Linked DNA regions of Sus scrofa: regions 1, 2 and 4 are each linked to region 3. The links are chromatin contacts, called in public Hi-C maps. All regions are on one chromosome and are shown on one strand. Each heading gives the region's core, a stretch centred on a gene start, on an enhancer-like site or on the middle of the called end of the contact. The rest is flanking DNA. Distances are from core to core; before and after follow the strand shown.

Region 1 (2,700 bases), core at 55-2,554, 840 kb before region 3:
CTGCCTCCTGAAGGCACTTCTGGTCATCGCTCTTAGGAATCCGAGACCAGTGGCCTTGTGTCTCCGAAGCATCCCTTGAGAGAGAGATGGTTTTCCTGGGTGGGAGAGTGGATGCTCACGAAGAGCGTTACCCATGCTTAACCCAGGCAAGGCCATGGCACCGGAGCAGGGGGAGCGGGGGAGCAGGCAGGGCTGGAAGACTCAGCCTTGGGGTCCAGCCGCCAGCGTGGAGGAGCTCTGTCAGATCTCAGAAACAGCATCCAGACTTGATTATAACGTCTCTTTGTGGGTCTTTTGAAGCTTTGTATTCTTTCTTCCCTTGCCTCACAGAGTTCAGATCTATTTTCACGTAAACAGAAATGATTCCTCCTCGCTGAGCACTTCATTGTCGGTGGCATTGTGGAATGTTCTAGGGAGGGGGAAACGGGGCCAATTATGAAGCAGAAATTTCTCTTCGGCTTGCGTGTTTATATGAAAATGCCAAAGCCACCAGCTGTTACAAGAGCAGGCCTCGGCAAGCCCTCTTTCCAAGTGTCCTGCAGCTCACACACAGCAGGGGGAGATAAATCCAGGAGGCAGGATTAGAAGATGCAACCCCCCCCCGCCCACGTGTCATCCTGCATTCATGAGTGATGGGAAATTTAGGGAGTATGCACCTTGGTGTCCCTTTCATTTCAGAAAGAAGTCCCCAAATTACAAACATGGAAACGACAAGCCAAATGTGAACCTTTCCCTACTAAACAACGTAGCTCAGCTTACCCCTAAAGATTCGTCAATAGAGAGAAGGTAGATTGAAAAAAAAATTAATTTCCACATTCCTATTTATAGGACGTTTGAGACAAACAGCCGTCGGTGTTACTGTTACCTCATTGGCCTTTTTTAGCCATCAGGAGAGTCTGCATATGTCTTTTACATTCATGGAACGCAGTTCAAACTTCAGGAATTCGGTTCCATAGCAGGACCTGAGCAGAGATGATATATATCTTCTTGTTTGGCTCTCTTTATACTGCTTTATTCTTTTCTTAAAAAAAATATAAATGGTATATTAGGACTGATGGAAAAACCAGATCTGACAGGAAGGTTACTTAAAAAAAAAGGAAGGTTACTTAAAACAATTCTTCTGGAATCATTCACGAGTAGGGTGGAGTAGACTTTAAAAACAAAACAACGTAATCCTGGAGATTGTATTTTTTTAAATGAAACTTAATTGGAGCCGTTTCACGGAATTGAACCGGGAAAGGCGTCTACGCTGTCGACACTTCCCTTGGAGGTAACGCCAGCCCAGTTTCCTCCCTCTGCGGCCTGATAGCCAAGGTGAGCTGTCGGCTTCTTGGACCCGAGTGAGGCTGGAGCTGGCCCTGACACCAGCTCCCCGAAGCGCACTGCAGGCTGTGGCAGCACCTTTTCGTCTCAGGAGAGACGTCTCCCAGTTGGGCCGCAGGCTCATCCTTCCCTCTTAATCCCAGTTGTAGAGGCTCTTGGTGCTCAGGGTGGCTCAAGTTATGATGAGAATGCCACTGACTTGTTTCTTAGTCTCCTTTGCCTGCGTGTAGCAGTAGGGTCCCTGAGTCCTCAGGAGGCACAAGTGACAGCTTCCTCCATATTTGGCTTTTTGAATCTAACCGTCGTCCGTTAATATCCCCTCATCTGCAGTGAATTCCAGGACACAGAATTACAGTTCTCTTCCTAGCCTATTTTCCTACATCTTGAATTGTGAAGTGTTCCAGTTTGGGGAAAAAAAAAAAAAAAAAGCGTCATTTAAACACACTGGTCTTCAATCAGAGCCATAGGGACTACAAACCAAAGGAAGCCATTCTGGTTGAAATACCAGCACTTGTCTATGAAAAGGGGGTCTTTTCATTAAAAAACAAAACCACACCAGCCTTTGCCTGAAGCTGGTTCGTGGGCTCTTTGCTTGGCCATCCCCTAAATCCTCTGCCTGGGACCCAGAGGCAGTGACTGATACTTTCAGGGCAGGATGTTTGAACAAGGAAAACAAAACTTGTGTGTTTCCCCGGAAATAAAAATCAACCAGGAGTTCCCATTGTGGCTCAGGGGGTTAAGAACCCGACTAGTATCCATGAGGATGTGGGTTTGATCCCTGGCCTCTCTCAGTGGGTTAAGGATCTGGCGTTGCTGCAAGCTGCAGCATAGATTGCTGATGCGGCTCAGATCTAGCGTTGCTGTGGTTGTGGCGTTGGCAGGCAGCTACAGCTCTGAATGGACCCCTAGCCTGAGAACTTCCAGGTGCCAAAGATGCAGCCACAAAAAGAAAAAGAAAAATCAACCAACTTACTTGTAAAGCTTCGCCTCGTCTCTGTGAGCATTTGAGCCAAAAGAAAAATTAAGTTTAGGGTCAGAGATTTTCAAACCAATAGAAAAGCAAATTTGACTCCTCTGTATCATTGGTTTCCATTGGCTTTCTTTAAAAGGGCATGGGAACTAATAACAAAGAAGACTGAAGGCAGGCAAATAAGAGGGCAGAAAACTGGAATTCATGAGTGAAAAAAATAGAGCGGATGCACTTATTTGAACAGTTTATGAAATGGTCTGGATCCTCCACTTTGGGCAACCGGGGCGCCTTCTCATAGGCTGGGAAATGCTCTGACGGCCCAGCCTCCCCCTCCGCTTTTCTTGACTCTCAAGCATCACCCTCTAAGTTTTCAGCCATGTATTTTCTTTGGACTGTTCTTCTTTACT
Region 2 (2,700 bases), core at 68-2,567, 670 kb before region 3:
AGACTGAGGAGGCTGAAAGTGGTGGGCCCGGGGCTAGAGAAGTGGTGAGAAAGTCAAAGAATCGGCTCTGTGTGCCTGAAGCATGACTTTCCCCTCGGCCACTGGAGTCTAAATATTATCGATTATCTTTCCGAGACATCCGCTAAGCAAATTAACCCCCACGCCTGGATGTGTACACACATCGGCGCTGACATTCTCTGTTTTGTTTCGTGTGCTCTCTCGCATCGCTGTAATGGAAGTTCCACGCGAGTCTGACTTCTTTCTTCACGACTCTATCTCCACCACCTCACAGGGCCTGAGAATAAGTGGTGCCCCGTAAACATCTCTCTCAACGAATCATCCTCTGGTACCTCTGTCCTTCAACACTTAGCATTCTAGATTATTCTTGTGCTTTTTTCTCATTCTTCTTACCTCCTTCGGTAGTTCGCTTCGCCTATCCTACCGGCATCATCATCACTGCAAACATCACTCAGAACTGTCTGCACTTCTATTTCAGAATTTGAAGACCCACGACTCTCCATGGCAACAGCCTCCTGGCAATTATGCATCGGGCACAGGAGGGACCAACACCTGCACTTCAAGTTAAACATGTCCCAGCCTCCTTCAGGCAGGTGCTTCCTTTGCGAAATTCCCTTGTCAGGGCATTTTTCTATCCAGGGCATTTATGAAAAGGGACTAGGTCAGTTAGATAAAAAGAAAGTCATCAAATCACTTTCCTGGTGACATCATAAATCAGAGGCAGACATCATGTGATTTTCTAGCTCCCTGAGTTGCGCAGTGATTTCTAAGTGGCAAGAAACAAATTTCTCTAGTGTGAGCAGTTCTGTCACGGGCTGGAAAATATCTTTGGAAAATGTCTGACATACAGTAAGCACTCAGCATTTCTGGAATGCATGCGTGGTGAAATCCCCTGGATGCTTCCTTTCTCCTCCCTATGTTGGTGGCTTGAATGTGGGGATTTGTGGTAGAGTTAACTACATGTCCATAATTTTTTCCTCTGAAGCCCAGCTGTCCCTGTGTAGCCTCTGTCTTCCTGTACATAAAACATTCCCTGTGCATCTGGAGGCTCGAAGAAAGGACCGCGCCCGTCTGCACATGAAATCCGCAGTGCTCCAATCTGCACCTGCGGGCTGTGTGATCTGGAATATGTTTGTGTTTCCCGGTCACAGTTGGAGCCGTGAGATTTGACCTTCAGAAAGCAGTGGTTTGTTGAGAGCCTGTTCCTAGTTCTTTTTAAATCATGTGCATATTGTGAGAGCCGGACACCTCTGCCTACTGAAGGCTGGAGGAATGTGCCTTGAAGCCAAGTCTAGACAGAATTCCGAGGCAGGGGAGTCAGAGGGACGGGGAAATCACCGCTGGTCCATGCCAGCTCTCTGTCCTACAACTTTGCCATTTTTGTGTTTCTGGACTTTTGCCAATATGGGAGGCCCTTTGTGCCAAGAATGACCATAACAAGTGGGTTGGGGTTTCCACTGGAGGTTAATTTAAATGTTCCACCTTCCTTCAGCTCCTCATTTAGAGTGTGTCACATTTCCCGAGGCAACCTCAAGATTTCCAGGCCCCTGGTTTGCTGAGAAAAAGAGCAAGGGGAGGCCAAGCCATTCTACTTCATGTCTTAGTTTATAGCCACCTGTAATCAATCCTCAGATGACTGGGGATTTGCAAAAAACCAATTGAGCTGGGAACATACTACTCCCAACTGTCACTGTGATGAGCAAAGCACAGAGTCAAAGTGAGGGTGACAGACAGGACCTTTCCACCTCACCTTCTGCGGACGTGCCCTCCAGCTGAACAACTCCGGGCTGCACCGTCCCTGAACCACACAGCGGGCACCCCATTAAAAGCTGGCGCCCCAACCCTTGTGTGGTTCCTAGCCTTTATCTTAGGCTGCCTGTCTCCACCCGGTTCAAGGTCTGTGCCCCGAGGGCAGCACTTCCCAAGCATGTGACTTTTCTTATTTAGAACTGACTCTCCCACTCTCTCGGGATCCAATCTGTCCTGGAGTCCTGCTGACCTGACTTCCTGCTCATCCGCACCAGCCTTCACTGCTCACTGCGAGGGCACTGGTCCTGCCATCTCTCCCCTGGGCCACGGCAGTGGTCTTCTGCTCACCCTCGGACAGCCGCTCCATTCTCCTCACTGCGCCGAGGATCCACCACATGGACCTGGCCTTGCTCCTTCCTGCCAGACACTCTAACCTGTGGTCCCACCAGACAGGCTGTGGTCGACCTGACACTGCCCTCCGCACACACCCCTGCGGACTGCGATCTGCCTTTGCCTCCCTTTGTCCACCTCCTGGGCATTCCTAACTCGCTTCACTAACACTCGCTTCTCAAGAACGGCGTGAGGTTGTATGTTCTAGAAGTCTACTCAAATGCATCACCTTGGGACAAGTTCCGGTTTTTGTTTTTCTTTTTGTGTTTTAGGGCCACACCTGCAGCATATGGAAGTTTCCAGGCTAGGGGTCAAATCAGAGCTGTAGCTGCCAGCCACAGCGACAGCCACAGCAACGCAGGATCTGAGAGCCATGTCTGCGACCTACATCACAGCTCACGGCAGTGCCAGATCCTTAACCCACTGAGCCAGGCCAGGGATCGCACCTGTGTCCTCATGGATACTAGTTGGGTTCGTTAACCACTGAGCCACGACGGGAACTCCCCAAATATCCTTTCTCACTCTGCTCGTTTCCAGGTAATT
Region 3 (2,700 bases), core at 158-2,657:
GGATCCGGGTCACATAACTGTAAAAATGACCTGGCCCCGGGTCTCCAGCCCTCCCGCTTGACAGGTATTTTTTTCTTCAGCAACAGGTTCGTGTGGTCCTGAGCCAACGATTAGAATCTATTTATTAAAGTTCTTCCTCTTAAGGATTGAGTGAGAGCTCCGTGTAGTATCTGGAGCACTTTGTCAAGGTTGCATTCCTTGGCAGAGAGCTCTTAGTAACTTTACAGAGAACAAAACTCTTTCTTTTCCTTTTTTTTTTTTTTTTTTTTTTTGGTTCCGAGAGCAAAAGTCAGTGTTCCAAAAAGCAACTGCCTGCCGGTTCAATGTCATGTGCCCCCACCCCCACCCCCACCCCCACCCCCACGTCGCTCTCGCTCGTCCCTGCCTAAAACGTGATGCCTGTGCTCCTTCGAAGCCGAGTTGCCAAAGGTAAACACGACTGTCACTAATGCAGATGCCCCGCTTCTGGAAGGTGGCCCCTGATTGGACTTTTAAAGAAAAAGGGCTGCTTGGGCGACAAGGACTTCCTCCGTGCCCTTCCACCCCAATCCCGCGCTCGCCGCCCCCTCCCCCGCCCCCGGGTAGAAACTTCGGATGGGGTCCGGAAGCCTCCCGCCCCCCCCAGCCCCCCGAAACTGCCCGGCTTTCCTCTCGCCGCCCTGCTCTGCTCTCCCGGGCAGGGCAAGGGAGCCTCTCTCCCGCCGGCTTCCTGCTCCGGGATCGGCCGAGCGCTTCCTCGGCGCGACCGGCCGAGCGGAGCAAGTGTACGCCGACCCCCTCCCTGCCGCCGCCGGCCGGGGCTCTGCCTGGGCTCCCGGCTCCGGGAGGTTCCCTCCCGGTCCGCCCCTGGTCGCCCCCCGGCCGGCCCGCTCCCGCGCCCGGCGAACGCACGACCTTCCCGGGCGGGTGCAGCTGGAGGGCGGCAGGTTCCCCCCGCGCGGTCGGAGACCCGTGCCCCCCACCCCGCCCCCCAGGCCAGCACCCACCTGCTTCCGCGAAGGTGATGATCTCCGAGGTCTGCTCCATGAGTTCATTCATTTCCGCCCTCCTCCCGATGTCGTCCTCCAGCTCCACGTACCCGTTCTCCCCCACTTTGCCCACATGAAGCTTTCTGATCGCGTTCAGAAGCGCCGCCTTGGGTACCGGCTGGGTGACATCGGGTCTCTTCTTCAAGTGCAGCATGTTTAAAATGTGCTTCTTGACGGCTTCCACCATCTCCGGCTGAGAGTTGGGTACATCCTTTGGGAGGGTGGCCAGCGCACAGGACGGGCAGTCCGGGGCTGCGCTGTGCCCCCCGGATCCTGGGGTGGGGGAACTCCTCACTATAATCCAGCAACTCGCCAACAAAAATCCTCTCAGCCAAAGCAAGGGCATCCTGGCAGCCAAAGTTGTGGTGACGGCCCTTTTAAAAGGCTCCGCTCTTCCTCCCCCTCACGCACGGGTTTTTTTTTTTTTTTTTTTTTTTTTTTTTTTTTTTTGCTTTTTTTTTTTTCTCTCTCTCTTTCCTTTTTGGGGTTTTGGTGTGTGTGTGTGTGTTTTGGTTGGTTTGTTTGTTTGTTTTTGTTTGTTTGTTTCCTGTCTCCTCTTCAGTCAATTCTCTGGAACAAGAACAAAAAGTTTGCTGTGAAGTTTGTTTGCAGGTTCCCTCTCTGGATGCAGTCGGGGCTGTAGGTTTGTGGCTGTCAGGGAGGAGAGTAAGAGAGAGGGAGGGAGGGAGGGAGGGAGGGGGGAGAGACGGGGGGGGGGAGACAGAGACAGAGAGAGGATGGGAGGGAAGAGAGACGGGGAGGGAGGGGGGGGGAGAGGGGGAGAGAGGGAGCGATTGGCCCCGAGTGAGTGAGTGAATGGGAGAGGGAGGGAGCCGCGCTGCGAGTAAAGGCTGAGATTAGGAAGGGGAGGGACCGCCCGCTCTGACGGGCTGCTCGCCTGCTGCTCGCGGCTCCCTCGCACACACCTCTCTGCACACACCACCCGCCGCCCGAGGTCTGCTTCCCCTCCGCGAGGAAACGCTCCTGATTTTGGGCCACTTCTCCTTTCCCTCCCTTGCTTTCTCTGCCCAGTCCCCTTGCTTCACCTTCTTCCTCTTTTTTTTTTTTTTTTTTTTGGCGGGGGGGGGGGGAAGCAAAGCCCAGACACAGACGCCCTATCTCAATCAATCCACCGAGAGGACCCGCCGGAACCAGCCTGGCCCAGCGCCCCTCCACCTGCCGAGCCACCGACTCAGGGGTTCGGACACCCCCGGCGGGAAGGTGGGGTTCAGGGTCCCCGGAGGGGGCGGACAGGTGATGGAGGGCTTGGGAAGAGGGGCCAGCCCATCCTCCTGGGCTGAGGGAATCCTGCAGAGCGCCCCCCCCCGCCCCCCTCCCCCGCCCTTCATTCATAGTTCAGTGTTCAGGGCCGTCCACGCTGGCGGGCGATCAGAGATCAGAGAACTTTTGTTTGGGGTCATGTCACAGACTCTACTTTTCCCCAAATGCAAAAATGCAGCCGGGCATTGGAAGATCCACAGGCAGGCGGGCTGGCAGGCAGCGTGGTCCACGCTCCTGTCATGTGCAGCTCTGCACCCTCTCTTAGCCGTGCCCCTTCTGCCCTGCACACACACGCACAGATGACAGCTTACCACCGCTGGCCCTGACTGACTGCACAGATAAAACGCACAAGTCAGTTGGCCTTTCCCACATTATTTTATATAAAGAGTGC
Region 4 (2,700 bases), core at 196-2,695, 980 kb before region 3:
CCTTGCAGACTGTAACCAACAAGGGCATATGTCTTTGCCACACATCCATGTGGTGCTAGTGTAATGGGTTTCTGAGTGACAAAATCATGGTGCTTAAAAGCACTTTTCTGAAAATGTTGAGTTGGTTGTGGAGATAATCACGTCCACCACACAAAACCCTGGCTTCGCATTGTGGGTCATTAACACAGAATTCCACGATGTGGCGTCTTGCAGTTACTTCACTCGTTCCCCCAAGTACTGAATGACAGCCGCTCTGCTGTAGAGAGCCCAAGCCTGCAAAACACCACGCAACATCTGATCTAACCATTCCAGTGGCCAAAGTGTACTGACAAATCCAGAACCGCCCTTTGCCTCAAAGGTTTCCTTTTAAAGCATCTAGTGTATCAAACTAGAAACAGTTCCCTTGGCCTTGTGCACTCCGACTAGTTCCGTTTTGTACTGGAGCTAAAATGTCAATTTATGTCATTAGTTTGAAGACCTCTTCATATAACAGTACTTAGGGTTTCAAGCATGGTTTCACCTTAAAATCCTAGCCCAGCTTTGCTGAGTGAGATAGAACTCCTTTCTTCCTGGATTTTATCGGCTGTAATTTAGGATTGAATTGTAGGTGTGCCTCAAGCTATGGGTATATGCTTCTTCCAGGCATGGGGAAAAACCAACCAACCCACCCCACACCTGAGTCCCTGAAGCAGGAGCAGGCCATAGTGGCCTCATGAAAACCTCCTAGACCTGGTTCCTTCCCTTCTGAGATGTTTCATTCTCTCTGTCGTCTACTTCAGTTATTTCTAAGTGCACTCTCTCTCCTTTACTGGGAGTAGCAAGCCCGTCCTGGACAGTATTTACAGTAACCCCAGTATCCTTCACAGCCCAGCAGTGGCCTGAGGATTTGCCACTTGCTTGCTGGAAATGACAGGAATCCCCCGAACTTTTCTGATTTTTCTCCTTGATGACTAGTTACCCCTCATAAAATGCAAACATGCCTTTAGGGGAAGGAGTTCACCCCAGCAACCTTTTAATAGCCTCTTGACCTTAGTGTTACACCTCCGATGCCTAAACTATTTAAAGTAAATCTTGAAGCGGGAAAATCCTTCAAGTTGGGGGAGGGGCGTTTGGAAAGTCTCCCCCTGTACGACCCCTTATTCACTCTCGGGGGGAGGAATCCGAATGTCCGATAGAACCAGTTGGGATGCTTTCTGTAGCCGTCATGCCCGGGGCAGTGAGTTAAAGGGTCCTCTGCCAGGAAGTTATGACATTCCTCTGCCCTCTCCCCATTTGCTCTGAAACCGGTGCGCCTGAGATCTGGAAGTTCACGAACCCTTCGCTAGGAGTGGGAAGACCAGAGCAGAGTGCCAGGGGGCAGCGAGGGCAGGAGGTGAGCGCGCTGACCCGGAGGCAGAGGCTTTGGTCCCTTACAGCCTCATCCCTGCTCCGCCCGCTTCCTGGACCCGCCCGGCTCGGTGTCGGGGGCTGTGCGCCCTCTGCTGGGCAGAGCAACACACGCGGCCGCCCCACCGCGCCCGGCCCGCAAGCTTCTGCCAACACCGGGAGGGTTTCTTCCCCGGGGATGCCCTGTTCCTGCCAGGTGACGGTCATGCACACAGAGACTCGTGTTTGTTTGGCATTAACTTCAAGTCTCATCTGGGCAGAAACAAAGAAGAACTCATGTGATGCTCACTCCCGTCACCTTCGCCCTCACCCACTTCCTCTCTGTGCCCGGTGTGGCTTTGGTCCTGTTCTGTCGGCACTCCGTTCAACGGGACTGCACACCGTAGTTGTAGATCTTTGTGTTCAGAGCACATGGAATCACAAGAGGAATCACCCATTAACTCACACCTTCTATTTATTAACAAATGTCACCTTGGGGGTGGGGGGCACAGACGATTTTTGACGTATTTGAACACTTTTCCTTACATTTAATATAGTGCTTTCTAATATTCATGTTTCACTTTCAGGGCTGAAATTTTTATTTGAATTTCATGCGTGTGTTTATTATTTATTTATTTATTTACTGGTCATTCAACAAACACCATATGTACCAGGCACAGTGCAGGGCTATGTAGAGCGTTAGGAGATGGAGGACAGAAGAGACACCTAGGATCTAGTTCAGACTAGAGGGGGACTTTCAGATTCGACATGAAAGGGCATTCATACAAAAAGGGACAAGTTGTTTGGGAAACAGAAGGGTCGGGATACAGAGGGGCAGACATTAAGATTTACTTTCTCGGGTGGGAGAGGTACCCGCTGAGAGGTGTGTGTGTTTGCCTGTTGGACAAAGGGGGGCATAGCAGATGGGAGGTGGTGGAAAGAAGGGATGGTATATGCGTGACTCAGGAAGGGCAGAGTCTGGAGTTCCCTCGTGGCGCAGTGGAAACGAATCCGACTAGGAACCATGAGGTTGCAGGTTCCATCCCTGGCCTTGCTCAGTGGGTTAAGGATCTGGTGTTGCCCTGAGCTGTGGTGTAGGTGGCAAACGTGGCTCGGATCTGGCGTTGCTGTGGCTGTGGTGTAGCTGGCAGTTGTAGCTCTGATTCGACCCCTAGCCTGGGAACCTCCATATGCTGTGGGTGCGGCCCTCAAAAGACAAAAAAGGACGAAAGAAAGGAAGGAAGGAAGGAAGGAAAGAAAGAAAGGCGGCAGAGCCTTTTGAGAGAACGGAGTCCGAGAAGTGGGGAGCAGAACGAGGCTAGAGCGGTAGTCTAC

What was found. A called contact is a pair of places that touch in the nucleus more often than the background predicts.
Region 1: a contact with region 3 is called in a Hi-C map of retroperitoneal adipose tissue, with 1.8 times the contacts expected there. The contact joins the enhancer-like site here to the promoter of INHBA in region 3. A contact is called at or near these places in 3 of 5 promoter capture datasets (fetal liver, fetal skeletal muscle and liver), 7 of 47 Hi-C or Micro-C datasets (embryonic fibroblasts, epiblast stem cells, fetal heart ventricle and 2 more) and 2 of 2 datasets of contacts at active chromatin or transcription factors (alveolar macrophages and skeletal muscle).
Region 2: a Hi-C map of embryonic fibroblasts shows a contact between it and region 3, with 3 times the contacts expected there. The contact joins the enhancer-like site here to the promoter of INHBA in region 3. A contact is called at or near these places in 5 of 5 promoter capture datasets (fetal liver, fetal skeletal muscle, liver and 1 more), 17 of 47 Hi-C or Micro-C datasets (brain, embryonic fibroblasts, fetal heart ventricle and 9 more) and 1 of 2 datasets of contacts at active chromatin or transcription factors (alveolar macrophages).
Region 4: a contact with region 3 is called in a Hi-C map of embryonic fibroblasts, with 2.9 times the contacts expected there. The contact joins the enhancer-like site here to the promoter of INHBA in region 3. A contact is called at or near these places in 3 of 5 promoter capture datasets (fetal liver, fetal skeletal muscle and liver) and 3 of 47 Hi-C or Micro-C datasets (embryonic fibroblasts, fetal heart ventricle and fibroblasts).

Annotation. Positions count from the first base shown.
Region 1 is chr18:53,726,550-53,729,249 of Sscrofa11.1, reverse strand. The region is part of intron 13 of SUGCT (succinate--hydroxymethylglutarate CoA-transferase); the gene reads left to right. Among named protein-coding and RNA genes, the nearest start is that of SUGCT, 560 kb to the left of the region's middle. Within about 2 kb of position 1,304, at least 6 of the 83 cell types and tissues checked have an H3K27ac peak or open chromatin away from gene starts, as enhancers often do. A contact at or near this core is called in fetal skeletal muscle, retroperitoneal adipose tissue and skeletal muscle, where this site is marked.
Region 2 is chr18:53,557,263-53,559,962 of Sscrofa11.1, reverse strand. No RefSeq gene overlaps it. Among named protein-coding and RNA genes, the nearest start is that of INHBA, 670 kb to the right of the region's middle. Within about 2 kb of position 1,317, at least 12 of the 83 cell types and tissues checked have an H3K27ac peak or open chromatin away from gene starts, as enhancers often do. A contact at or near this core is called in embryonic fibroblasts, where this site is marked.
Region 3 is chr18:52,888,391-52,891,090 of Sscrofa11.1, reverse strand. INHBA (inhibin beta A subunit) reads right to left here and starts at 1,407. Exons shown (of 6, transcript NM_214028.1-2): 1 at 987-1,407. The coding sequence starts at 1,374.
Region 4 is chr18:53,870,151-53,872,850 of Sscrofa11.1, reverse strand. The region is part of intron 12 of SUGCT (succinate--hydroxymethylglutarate CoA-transferase); the gene reads left to right. Among named protein-coding and RNA genes, the nearest start is that of SUGCT, 410 kb to the left of the region's middle. Within about 2 kb of position 1,445, at least 17 of the 83 cell types and tissues checked have an H3K27ac peak or open chromatin away from gene starts, as enhancers often do. A contact at or near this core is called in embryonic fibroblasts, where this site is marked.